Regions from separate parts of the Anas platyrhynchos genome. Here region 2 is linked to region 1. A link is a contact called in public Hi-C data. All regions are on one chromosome and are shown on one strand. Each heading gives the region's core, a stretch centred on a gene start, on an enhancer-like site or on the middle of the called end of the contact. The rest is flanking DNA. Distances are from core to core; before and after follow the strand shown. Region 1 overlaps EXTL3 (exostosin like glycosyltransferase 3). Region 2 holds the start of EXTL3 (exostosin like glycosyltransferase 3).

The links. Hi-C and Micro-C count contacts between places; a contact is called where the count stands out from the background.
Region 2: a Hi-C map of liver shows a contact between it and region 1, with 2.5 times the contacts expected there. The contact joins the promoter of EXTL3 here to the enhancer-like site in region 1. A contact is called at or near these places in 3 of 8 Hi-C or Micro-C datasets (liver, skeletal muscle and subcutaneous adipose tissue).

What each region holds. Positions count from the first base shown.
Region 1 is chr3:118,797,697-118,800,904 of IASCAAS_PekinDuck_T2T, forward strand. All of the region lies in intron 5 of EXTL3 (exostosin like glycosyltransferase 3), which reads right to left. Among named protein-coding and RNA genes, the nearest start is that of INTS9, 78 kb to the left of the region's middle. Within about 2 kb of position 1,910, at least 2 of the 8 cell types and tissues checked have an H3K27ac peak or open chromatin away from gene starts, as enhancers often do.
Region 2 is chr3:118,889,503-118,892,557 of IASCAAS_PekinDuck_T2T, forward strand. It overlaps EXTL3 (exostosin like glycosyltransferase 3), which reads right to left and starts at 1,694. Exons shown (of 9, transcript XM_038177715.2): 1 at 1,466-1,694. All of the region lies in intron 3 of LOC140002274 (a long non-coding RNA gene), which reads left to right.

The DNA.
Region 1 (3,208 bases), core at 660-3,159:
CTACGGGACAAACAACGAGCGTCACAGTGCGCAAATGGAAAAGGTCTCACCTGCCCCGGCACACCTACGGGCACGCTGTGATGCCCGGGCCACTCCATCCCACCAGCCGTTTCTCCTCTTAAAATAAAGTCCAGCCTGGTGAAAAGAAGAAGGCGTCACGGCCGTAAAATGCTATTAAACAAGATTACGTTTGGTCACATAAAAAAGCCATTAACAGGGGGAAAATATTTGTGGCGGGGACCCGTGTGACAGCTGGCGCGATTAAACTCCCGCGTGAAGCCCGTGTTGGCGCCTTCAGCTGTCAGCAGGAACAACTGGGGGCAAAAAATGGAGCGTTCAACGAGAAGGCATTAAAATATTTTGCTGGAGAGCCACCAAAAGCACGATTTATTGCAGGAAGGGGAATGAATGGCGCAGCTCTAGGCTCCTTCCAGTTCATCAACACCCTAAAACGGGTGTCAGGTCCTTGTGGGTGTGACACGGTGCCTCTGAAAGAGGCTCCATTTCTGAAATCTTGTGGCCACGACCAGTTTCTGACTGCCTGCTTCGCCTCCTGTTGCTGGGCTTGCCCTCCGGTAAGGCTGCAGAGTTATTAAAAGCAGCGCCGATGCATAATTTATCCTCCTGCTTAAGAGCACGCAGCACGCTGTGCCGCTGCTGGTACCGTGGCATTTCCTCCCCGAGGCTGATCTCATTGAAGTCCGGGGGTGTCTGACTCGTGAGGATTAGCAGAAGTTGGACCCAGGCCATCGGAAATGCATTTAATGCTTTCCAGGCAAGGTCCTGCCTACCGCTCCTGCTGGACCAGCTGAAGACACATGGATAGAGGACAAAAGAGAAAGAATTGGGGCCGAGCAGCAGAAAACCCTTTCTGCCCCATCAGCACGCTGAGAAATGTCCACGGCTTTGCATTGAGCAGCCTCCTACTTGCTGCAGGTCCTCAATTCAGCTTCTCGGGAAAGACTCAGCTTGTACATTTGCAAAATGTCAAATTATTTCCACTCCCCGGAGCTGCAAGAGGGCAGCACAGAGGGTGGAGAGATCGGTGCATTGGCACGAAACTCTTCCCTAAAGAGAAGGATGCTACGGAGGAGCCAGATGCCTCCGAGACTCAATAAGCACATCCACCACGTGAGCACAAGCGAAAGTTCGAAGCAACTTAAAGCTCCTGCCTTTGATGCCTTGTTTTCAAAGGAACTGTCCCAATTTACAGCGCTTTTAGGATGCGGCTAATTGGCATCAGCCATCTAGTCAGCGGCATCTGGAAATCCCTGCGCTTGCCCCTGGGTGACTGCACCAGGAAAGCAAACGGGGACGTGCAGGCAGCGATTCGAGAAGGGACCAAACCTTCCTCCTGTCTCTGCCCTCCTGGGACGGCTCAGCACAGTGCCTTTTCCTCGGGCAGGACCGGGTTTGGGTCTCAAACACACACACTGCATCCTGAGCTGGGGAAACAAGGGCATCGCGTTATGAGATGGGAAATAAAACCTTTGAGAAAGAGACAAGTGAACCTTTGGGAAGGTTTTCTCCTTTAATACAAGTGGCTAATCTTGTAAAAACAGGTTACAAGGGGGAAGGGGAGGAGTATTCGAATCGGGGACTTGCAACATTCCTATCTCTTCGAAGGTTTTTCCATTTCAATGGGCCTCAGAAAACGCCAGATTTGTCAGGCGTGAAATGGCCATTACGGGCACAAATGCACTCAGGAACTTATTAGGCTAGGTGAAAAAGGAAGGGTTATTACACCAGCCAAGTATAAAGAAGTCCAATCCTCTCCCTCCCGTGGCATTAAGTGAGATTTAGCAATTTTTCCTGACTTCATCACAAACCTAAAATACAGCTGAGCGGCGCCTTATCGGGCCGTGTCCTTGGCCACGGGTATCTCCAAGCACTCCTCCAGAAATAGCAGCTCAACCTCCCCGTGCCATGCATGTGGAGAAAGCAGGCAGCCACTGTGGTGTCCATACACACCCCTATATGTACACAAGGCACGGTATGTTGCCAAAATCTGGGATTTATGGACGAGAGGAGGTGGCCTGGTCACCCTGTGGGACCTCCTCTGGTGGTAGGGCAGGGCCTTGAAGCCCGGCTCTTCTCTGGAATATTCTCAGCCTGAGGTGCCATGAAGCTGCTGTGAAACAACAGCTCGACAGCGTTACTGGGAGATCAAACTTCTTGGCACTGGTTGATCTCCAAATGCTTTCTGAAGAACCAGCAGCAAATGGCTGGTGGGGCTGGGAGCTGTGAGTTCAGCCATGTTGCCGATGTTAGGCCCCGCTCACAGGAGCCCCTTCTCAGGCCTGACCTGTGGCCACCTCAGGTGTCTCTGACAGAAAGGAATCCCTTTTGAAGACATTAAGAGATGGGGGAATCTATCCTTCCTCTGAGTGTCCCTCAGGACGTCCAACCTAAGGCCAACCACTCGCTCCTCTGAGGGATCCGCCATCAGCTCCCTCAGCAGGCCTCTTCCACACGGGACCGGGCGGCGCCATAACCAAACCCTCTTTCAGTTCTTATTCAACCAGATCAAGCTCTCCATCTCTCACCCAGGGCCGTTTCTCCTGCCCTTCCCTCACGTTAATGATGGCTTTTGATCATATTTTTCAGGGGTTGTGAGCCAAGAGCTGGGTGAGCACCCACCAAAGTTGCCTCAGCAAGCGTGAGGCGCGCGCTGAAATGCTGAGCTCCGGCTCACCAGTTACTCACCAGTAACCTTCACCCAGCGAGATTCTAGCACTGGGGAGCTCAAAAAATCCCATCAGCTAAAAGAAAGGCACACAAATTCACCAAAAAGCCACCCTCCCCTGGAGGGAACGGGGAGGCTCCAACCACAGAGCACAGCAGCACTGTTAGGACCTTCACACAAACCCCAGCCCCTCCTGCCTCACATTTTGTACTTCTGGCTGTCTTTACCTTGGTTATTTTTGGCCTTTTCTTGTCAATTTTGCTTAAACACCTTTGCCACCAGTGGTATTACCAAGCGTGGTGCTGTACAAAGTCGCTGCCATGGCTCCCAGCTCCAAATCACCTCAGCAGTTTACGCACTTAGGATGTTTGTCTTAAAACTACAAGACATAAAATGCTTCTCAGCACAACACACACCATATTAGAGACTTCTGCTCCTGTCAGCAAATCGAGGTGATTTCATTCCACAAGTTTCTTTTGACTGAAGGAGCACGAAACCCCGAAACTCAGCCCAAACCTGTTT
Region 2 (3,055 bases), core at 444-2,943, 92 kb after region 1:
AAGACAGGAGCCAAACCAGAGCAATTCCGTAATTTGCTGCTAAATGTCAAACTTTTCTGCAGGGATTATGAGGTTTCCCCCTCCCCCAAAGCACACATCCTGGTCCCGGGTCTACAGAATTGGGGATGGGGACAGGGAGAGAAATATCTCAGGGTTTTGGGGTTTTTATGGGCACCCTTCCCAGGGGCACGACCTACACCGCCTCCCCCCACGGACAGCATCCTCCAGCCCCCAGCACAGAAATGTTTCCTTAGCAGGGGGGTTTAGCCAAATCTCTGGTTTTTAGACCAGAAACCAGGTCAGAGCCTCCCCCTCTTCTCCAAATCCTCCTGGATCCCCAAAATCTCCCCAGGGGAAGGGAGAAACCCACAGAGGCCGAGCCTCCGCTCCGGGGGATGCTCACAGGGGGCTCCGAGGCCCTTTGAAAGCAGCCAATTTTCCCCCAAATCCCCAAATTCACAGCAACATTCACCTCAATGTGTGCAGCCGCCTGCACGCAGCGGGACCGCCAGGCACGAGTTAACCCCAACTTCGCTTGTTTTTGACCCAAAATCCCCCCCAAGGAGCAGCAGCCCCCAGCCCTCGCCCCGAGCACCCAAATCGATGGGGAGGGGATGGGGGGGGAAATGTCCAAGGGATGGGTGGGGGGAGGCTGAAAAAGTGAGAAAATGGGGTGAAAGAAAGCAAAAGAAAGGGGTGAAATAGAAAAAGGATGAAAAAAGGGTGAAATAAGGTAAGAGAAAAGGGGTGAAATAGATGAAATAAGAGAAAAGGGGTGAAATAAGTAAGCAAAGTAAAAGAAAGGGGGTGAAATAGATGAAGTAAGAAAAATGGGGTGAAATAAATAAATAAGGTAAGGGAAAGGGGGTGAAATAGATGAAAGAAAAGGAAAATCGGTGAAATAAGGTAAGAGAAATGGGGTGAAATAATTAAAGGAAGAGAAACGGGGTGAAAAAGTACTAGAAAATGGGTGAAATGGATGAAGTAAGAGAAAGGGGGTGAAATAAATAAGAAAAAGGGGTGAAATAGATAAAGTAGGAGAAAATGGGTGAAATAAAGTAAGAAAAAGGGGGTGAAAAATGTAACAGAAAGAGGGTGAAATAGGTAAAATAAAAGAAAAGGGGTGAAATAAAGAGGAATTGGGTGGAATAAAGTAAGAGAAAGGGGGGTGAAATGGATAAAGTAGGAGGAATCGGGTGAAATAAGGTAAGAGAAGCGGGGTGAAACAACCGCAGCACCCCAAGGAAGGCGAACCGACAAAAATGCGGTGAAATCCATAAAATCGGGCAAATCAGGCGAGGCGGGGAAAGTACCGTGAACGCGTAAATAACACGCGAGAAGCGGAAAAAAGAATTGAAGTAAAAGGTCAAATTCAAACCTAACCCGGTAAATAAACAAACGGACGCGACGAGAGTGGGAAAAAAATAATAAAAAGGGAAAAAATCAAAGCCGGGGCCGCGCTTACCTGGGGCGGGCGGGGGCTGCGCGGGGCTCCGCGCTCACCCCGCGGCCGCGGCCCGCCGAGCGGAGCCGAACCCAGCCGAGCGGTTCCGAGCGGTTCCGAAGGGTTCCGAACCCGGCCGAGCGGTTCCGAGCCCGGCCGAGCGGAGCCGAAGCGGTTCCGAGCGGAGCCGAACGGAGCCCGAAGGCAGGAGGCGCGCGGAGCCCGCGGCCGTCCCGCTGCATTGTGGGAGGAGGCGGCGAGGCCGCGCCGCCAGCGCCCTCTGGTGGCCGAGCCGCAAAATGGCGGCCGGGGGGGATTAGTGATTAAAGGGGGTAATTAGCGAGGCTGGGAGGGGTAATTAGTGAAACCGGGGGGCATTGGGGCAGCTGGGAGGGGTAATTAGTAAGGCTGGGGGGTAATTAGTGGAGTTGGGGGGGTATTTGGTGCAGCTGGAGGGTAATTAGTGCAAATGGGGGGGGGAAATATTGAAGTTGGGGGGTAATTAATGAGGCTGGGGGTAATTAATGCAGATGGGAGGGGTAATTAGTGAAGCTGGGGGTAATTGGTGCAGCTAGGAGGGGTGATGAGTGAAGTTGGGGGTAATTGGTGGAGCCGGGAGGGGTAATTAGTGAAGTAGTGGGTAATTGGTGCAGCTAGGAGGGGTAATTAGTGAAGCTGGGGGGTAATTAGTGCAACCGGGGGGCAGTTAATGCAGCTGAGAGGGGTAATTAATGAAGCTAGGGGGTAATTAGTGCAGCCAGGGGGCAATTAATGCAGCTGAGAGGGGTAATTAGTGAAGCTGGAGGTAATTAATGCAGCTGTTAGGGGGTAATTAGTGCAGCCCGGGGGCACTTAATGCAGCTGGGAGGGGCAATTAGTGAAGTTTAGGGCAATTAATGCAGCTGGGGGTAATTAATGCAGCTGAGAGGGGGTAATCAGTGCAGCGGGGGGGTAATTAGTGCAGCTGAGAGGGGTAATTAGTAAAACTGGATGCAATTTATGCATCTGGGAGGGTTAATTAGTGAAGCTGGGGGTAATTAGTGGGGGTAACTAGTGCAGCTAAGGGTAATTAGCGTGGCTCTGGGGTAACTAAGGCACCTGGGGGTAATTAATTAATGCAACTGGGGTAATCAATGCAGCTGGGGTACCTAATACAGCTGGAGTAATTAATACAGCTCTAGGTACTCTAATTAGTGCAGCTGGGGGCAATTAATACAACTGGGGTAATTAGTGCAGCTGGGGGTAATTAATTCAACTGGGGTAAGTAGTGTAGCTGGGTAATTAATGCAGCTGGGGCAATTAATGCAGTTGGGGTGGGCAATTAAAACATCTGGGGAAGTGATGTAGCTGGGGGTAATTAATGCAGCTGGGGTGGGTAATTAATGCAGCTGGGGTAAGTAATTAATGCAGCTGGGGGATAATTAGAGCAGCTAGAGGTAAAAATGCAGCTGGGGGCAATAAATACAGCTGGGGTGGGCAATTAATGCAAGTGGGGGTAATTAGAGCCGCTGGGGTGGCTAATTAATGCGGCTGTGGGGCAAATAATGCAGCTGGAGGGGTGATTAATGAGACTGGGGGCAATTAATGCATCTGGAGGCTAATTAATGCAGC